Linked DNA regions of Sus scrofa: region 2 is linked to region 1. The links are chromatin contacts, called in public Hi-C maps. All regions are on one chromosome and are shown on one strand. Each heading gives the region's core, a stretch centred on a gene start, on an enhancer-like site or on the middle of the called end of the contact. The rest is flanking DNA. Distances are from core to core; before and after follow the strand shown. Region 1 holds the start of ATP8B1 (phospholipid-transporting ATPase IC). Region 2 overlaps ATP8B1 (phospholipid-transporting ATPase IC).

The links. Hi-C and Micro-C count contacts between places; a contact is called where the count stands out from the background.
Region 2: a Hi-C map of fetal heart ventricle shows a contact between it and region 1, with 2.7 times the contacts expected there. The contact joins the enhancer-like site here to the promoter of ATP8B1 in region 1. A contact is called at or near these places in 1 of 5 promoter capture datasets (liver), 5 of 47 Hi-C or Micro-C datasets (embryonic fibroblasts, fetal heart ventricle and liver) and 1 of 2 datasets of contacts at active chromatin or transcription factors (skeletal muscle).

Annotation. Positions count from the first base shown.
Region 1 is chr1:162,934,931-162,937,992 of Sscrofa11.1, forward strand. It overlaps ATP8B1 (phospholipid-transporting ATPase IC), which reads left to right and starts at 1,279. Exons shown (of 28, transcript XM_021100031.1): 1 at 1,279-1,849.
Region 2 is chr1:163,043,645-163,046,784 of Sscrofa11.1, forward strand. ATP8B1 (phospholipid-transporting ATPase IC) reads left to right here. Exons shown (of 28, transcript XM_021100031.1): 18 at 439-603; 19 at 1,455-1,566; 20 at 2,620-2,695. Among named protein-coding and RNA genes, the nearest start is that of SLC51B, 36 kb to the right of the region's middle. Within about 2 kb of position 1,392, at least 1 of the 83 cell types and tissues checked has an H3K27ac peak or open chromatin away from gene starts, as enhancers often do.

The DNA.
Region 1 (3,062 bases), core at 29-2,528:
ACAACGGGAACTGTCCTATACATTTTTAAATTGGGTTGTTTGCTTTTTTGATATTAAGTTGTATGAGCTGATTATATATTTTGGATATTAACTCTTTTTGGTTATATCATTTGTTAATATTTTCTTCTGTTCAGTGGGTTGTCTTTTTGTTTTGTTGATGGCAACCCCCCCTCAACCAAATCTTTAGTCTGCATCTAGTTGATGCCTGCTTCCAGGCCCCAGTTCCCTCCCTAGTCTTGTTTTACCACTGTAATGCCAGTCATCTGGTCTACCCTTGTGTTATCTGGCTTTTAGAGCTTTACTCTGCTGTTGGGTTCAAAAACGAAGCACTGGAAGAAACCATGTGAGATCCAGACTTATTTTATGGATGAGGAAACTGAGACCCAGAGAAATTAAATGACTGACCAGCACCACCTAGTCAAAGATTAAATGTAACTACTGAAAAAGAAACTCAGAGCAGTCTAGAGTTTAACAGTATCAGTTGAGTCTTTCATACACTTAAAATCAAATTAGTAGACCACTCTTTGAATACCCTCTCCATGCAACACTGATCCCTAAATCCCTGGGTCTTTGAATTCCACCCCAAGCATGGCTTCTTCAATGAAGTTCCTTAAGCCCCAGTTGGAAGTCTGAACTCTTAGACCGAAGATCTGGGGCTTTCTGATCTACCACAACTAGTTATTTGTCTATGAGTCCTATCTCCCCTATACATTTTAAGTAAACTATAATTTATCTTTGACTTTCCTCCATTCTTATCCCAAAGACTTGTACAGAGCAGGTGCGCAGTGAAATTCTGCGGAACAAAGTTTCTGGTGTAATGGGGTGGGGGGCAATTCAAGCGCCCAGACACCAGGTAGCAACCATGCAAGTGAGTCCAAAATTTTCAAATGCATCGTGCCATTCGTCCGCTGCACCCTGAGTCCTTTTGACTCCAAACCCATAAAGGTGAGAGAGTTTGGTTTCAGTAGAAAGTCAGCTTGCTGCAATTACAAGTTTCTCGAAATCTTTCAGCAGCGCCCTCTCTTCCTCTACTCTCAGAGCGGCGAAGTGCGACCCGCATCGGTGACCAGCCCGGGAACGTGACTTGGCGTGGAGAGGGTATAGCTCCCCTTACCGAGGGAGCTCAGGTCCCAGGCGAACGGCGGCCTCGCCAGCTTTCCGGGCTGACGCGATCACCGGGCTAAGCGGCGGCCAGCCTGACCGAGGGCGGTGGGAAAGTGACGCGAGGCTGGCGGGGCGGGGTGGCAATCGCGTCCCCAAGGAGGCGGGAGCGTCGGGGGAGTTGAGAGCGGGCCAGACGAGGAGAGGAGAGCGCTCGGGCTTCAGCCGGGGTCTCCATCTGCCGCCGGGGCGTACCGAGGGCGCGGGGCTCGACCTGGGCGGTGTCTGCTCGCTCCGGGGCTCGCCGTCCAGCTCCTCTCCGCCCCCGGGAGGGATAGAGGGAGGGCAGAAGGCCGGGCCCGCCCCCCGCCCCAGCCCCAGCCCCAGCCCCGCGCGGCGGCCGCGGCAGCCAGAAGGAGACAGGAGGCACCACCCGGGAGCGGAGAAACCAGTTTGGCCAGTCCCTTGGAGCGGAGGGAAAAGGAAGGCCGCAGAGGAAGGGGGCGCGGACGCGGGGCGGGGTAAGGCGAGGAGCCATTGGGAGCTGCGAGAGCCGGAGGAGCCGCCGCCAACTGGACACGCTTCCCGGGGCCACGGGCCAGCCCCCGCGCGCCATGAAGAGCTAGCGCGGCTGCCAGCGCTGGGGCCCGGCGGACCGCGGCGGCGGCAGCGGTGGGCAGGTGCGCAGCGAGCGCGCGGAGAGGCGTGCACCCGGCGGATGCCCCAGCCGGGGCCCATCGAGCGCCAGGTAAGAAGGAGCGCCGCGCCAGGGCCCCTAATCTGCCCCACCCGCCGGACCCTCAGGTCCCCTGGCGGCCCCGGGGCGGCGGACTCCAGGGATCCGGGATGCAGTGGCAGCAGCTGTCCGCACCCTCGAGCTTCTGAGCCCACATGGATGGAATTTGGGTGGCGATGCCGGGGCTTTTGCGGTCTCGGGGACGTGAAGACACAGCTGGTGGGGCAGGCAGCACTGACGAAGGCCAGGGGGGTTTCACCTTCGGGGAGAAGAGGGGAATCGCGGGAGGTGTCTGAATTCTTCGCTCCTTTGCTATCCACACGTCCCGGCTTCAAGACTGAGTATCAAACCTGGCAGGGCTTGTGGGTCCTTGAGGAGGGCCGCTGGCTTCCCTGCAATGTCTGGGTCCCTCTGGAAGACCCTCTTGGCAAGATTCTGCTGGGGCCCCCTTGGGAACTTATATAAACGCGTTGGAAAAAGACCTTAGGGCCGAAGGTACCCGCCGTCCCTTCGGGGAGGGATGGAGGGTGGGATCTTCTCCATCGCGCCTGCTGCGGGATCAGGCACCTTCTAGACGTCTTCCGTCGACCTTAATGCCCGTTGGGCGGTGATGGGGAAGGATGTTTTCCCCTGTGACTGTAAGGTCCTATCTGCCAACTCCCGTGGCATTCCCAACAGGCCACCTCCTTCCCTCCCTAGTTTGGTGCCCGGCGCTGTCCCCTCGCTGTGTGCGTGCGGAGTGGCAACTTGTTGGGGGAGGGGTGATGCAGAGAATAGAGAGTGCTTTAACACCCCCACTTCCTCACTCCTTTCAAGTGAGAGGAGAGCTTGTGTTTGTCCAACTTCTCCGAGGGAGTGTGCGCCCCTAGTCTTCTTGGGGAGGGGGGAGGACTGGAACGTAGATACGTGACAGCTGTGGTGGACTCGGGTGCAGGGGAGGATGCAGAACGGGGTAGGGGGTTTGACCGGCACAAGAAGGGCAACCTGGGCTCCATTTCCTCCCAATGAGTCCCCCCTCCACCCCACCCAAGCCCTTTGGCCTGCCCGCGCAGTCCCCAGCGCGCTCCAAGTCCTTCTTGGGTAGCTCCGGACGCCGCCAATTTCCCCTCCCGGAAACTGCCCGCCCTGTTGGCTTAAGAAAAGATTCTCTCCCATCTTCCTGGTTGCAGTGCCTTCACATTTCTCCCTCCATTCTTCAAGAATTAAATGCTACCACACAGAAGGA
Region 2 (3,140 bases), core at 142-2,641, 110 kb after region 1:
CAAGGGAATAATCCTTGGTTGCGAGGTCATAGTTGATTGGACTTGTAACAGTTTGTGGGAACAAATTATAAGGTTGTCATGTCTGGTTTACAACATCATTATACCCCAGGGTAGCTTCCTTGGTCTGTTATTTTTTTAGTCATCAAGGGAAAAAGGGTTTTGTTTGTTTGTGTTTCATTTTCATGACTTGATTTAGAGGGAAGGTTTTCTTTTCCCGTTAATAATCTGGGAACTATAAATATAGCCCTAGAGTCTTGAGAATATTTAGATAAACAAAGTATTTGTTTAATCTCTTGTATGGAATGTATGTGTACAGAATCCATCTCCCACTATTTCTTTGTAAATTCTCTTATTGAACTACTTCAAAGTAAGATTTCATAAATCTTGAATTACATTAACTGTTCTTTGGGTGGATGGATTGTCTTTTAAATAAAACAGATCTTTGCAAGTGAGACTCTTAGAACCCTGTGCCTTTGCTATAAAGAAATTGAAGAAAAAGAATTTGAAGAATGGAATAAAAAGTTTATGGCTGCCAGTATAGCCTCAAGCAACCGGGATGAAGCTCTGGACAAAGTATATGAGGAGATTGAAAAAGACTTAATTGTGAGTTTTAACCTTCATAACAGTTTCCTTGATATTCCAAACAGAATTGGAGATTTTATTTTTATTACCTTTTTTTTGGCTACACCTGCAGTCCATGGAAGTTCCTTGGCCGGGGCTGAACCCGGGCCTCAGCAGCAACCCAAGCTGTTGTGTGAGAATGCCAGATCCTTAGCCCGCTGCACCACAAGAAAACTCCAAGTTTTATTACATTTTTGATCTTGTGCTTGAAAGATAATTCTTACTTCCATATTTGAAATTGGTACAGGTCAGCTGAATTTCTTTTGTTCGGCAAGCAAAATAGAAGTTGCCATTATGAGAAACCAAAGACAGAAAATATTAGGAGATTGTGATTCTGTTATTTTCATATCACTTATTGTAATTTTTACACATTAATAAACCACCACATACTCACTACATTGTGAGAATTACTGAAATGATTTACATTTCCTAAAATCTTGAAATAAGAAAAATATACCATTGGTAAAGAGATTTTTCAAAGTTTAACATGTATTGCCTGTGGAGTTTAAAGAGAAATGTTCAACAGATAGCCAGTATTGACCTTTACCAGGAGAACTTGGTTTGCGTTTGTATAGAGTAGTATACACACAATGAAAGTATATTTTTAATGTTCTTGATTTGTACTTAGATTTTTTGTCTTGGCAAATGAAGAAAAAAGTGTTTGGCTGTTTGGTTTTTGGTGTGAAACACAGCTACCTTCCCTGAAAATGCCATTGTCCCCAGTAGAGCACCTACTGGGGTTTAAAAGTAGCCCTTCTTTCAACAGGTTGGCAGCTGTTACAGAACGTGTTTTTGCTTATGTGCTAATTCCTCTCTCTTAATGTACAATCCAGCTATTGGGAGCTACAGCTATTGAAGACAAGCTACAGGATGGCGTCCCAGAAACCATTTCAAAACTTGCAAAAGCTGACATTAAGATCTGGGTGCTTACCGGAGACAAAAAGGGTAATGCGGTTGGCAGGGAAGTGTATTTGTTAATGCACAATTATTTATAGCTCCTGTTTCCCTTGCTCAAGGTGACCTTCGTAGACTTTCATCCTGAACAAACACTGTCCATTTCTTAGGGGCGGAGATGCTTTCCCTAAGGAGTCCCTTCTGTTATTCCAGCCCTCACTGACCGCATCCTTCCTGAAACTCCCTCAGTAGCAGAGTGTGTTACTTATAATTGAACTCCTGGTTGTGGCTCGCTGATTGTGTTTTGTCTTATCGCTCCAGCCAGACATGGGGTCCTATCCTGAAAGGGCCACCACTCTGGTCCCTCCTGTCCTCCCCAGTGCTTTGACATCTGTTGGGCAGAGAGTGGAACAGGACAAAACGCTAAACAACAACTTTTGTTTTCTTTGGCCCTTTTATTGCTTGAAAATTATAATTAAAATATTATATCCAAGGGAAGATTTTTTTAAATTTAGACCTCAACAAGTTGTTCGCACTGATTCTTTACTCCACAGGCCTCTCCTAAGAATCTAGATCATTTCTCTTACTCTGCTTGACATCGTTGATGGGTTACACACTCTGATAAGCTAAGGGATTAAGTCTGACCCTAAACAAATAACAATGTTGTTGTTGTTGTTTGTGGTGGTGTTGGTGGTGGGAAACAGAGGAAAAAACTCTGATAGGTGCCTCATGTAAGGGCTTACGGATATGGTAATCCTTGTTCTCCCCCCCATAACAGAATTATTAAACCCCATGAACTAAATGTGTTCGGTATTTCAATGAACGTTGATTTATTAAATAACCAATTTGTGTATTTGATATTATAGCACTTTTATTATTGAAAACATCTCAACCAGGCTTTGACTTACACTTATTTATTCATCTATTCACTGATTTATGGGGGAAAAATTGTTGCATTATGTGATTTCCATCCACTGCTACAGCAAAACAGCATCTTTGATTGAATCTGTGTCATTTCATCCATTGAGAAAATCATCGTTACTCTAGTCCATTATTAAATTCATCAGTAAGAATGACATTTGACTTAATTTTTGTCTGTTGTAGAAACTGCTGAAAATATAGGGTTTGCCTGTGAACTTCTTACAGAAGATACCACTATCTGCTATGGAGAAGATATAAAGTGAGTAGGGGGTCTGCAGTATGAAAGAATGGAACTTCTCATTTTTATAAAAGCAAGACTAGACCCAGTAGACAAAGCAGATACAGAGAAACCGGAGCTAGAATGTGTCACTTGCTACAGTTTCCTTGAGTTCAAATGAAGCACGGAAACCACACGTAGCTCCAAGTTACCATGGTCTGACCTTATGTTGCAAGGGGCCATTTTTCTGCATTCCTTGGAAGCCTGCAGGACGTGCCTGCTGAAAAAGGAAGTGGGCTTGGGAGAGACATCACTACCCAATTAATATGAATTATATGCATTTTTTTTCTCTTTCAGCCTTTAGTGATTTGTCTTGTTCACTCCCTTGAAAATGAAAATTGATGTGGAAAAAGAATAATAGATACCTAATCTTCTAGTGCAATGGTTCTCAACTAGGGAGGCGGGAAGGGGTGGGGTAGGGTAGATG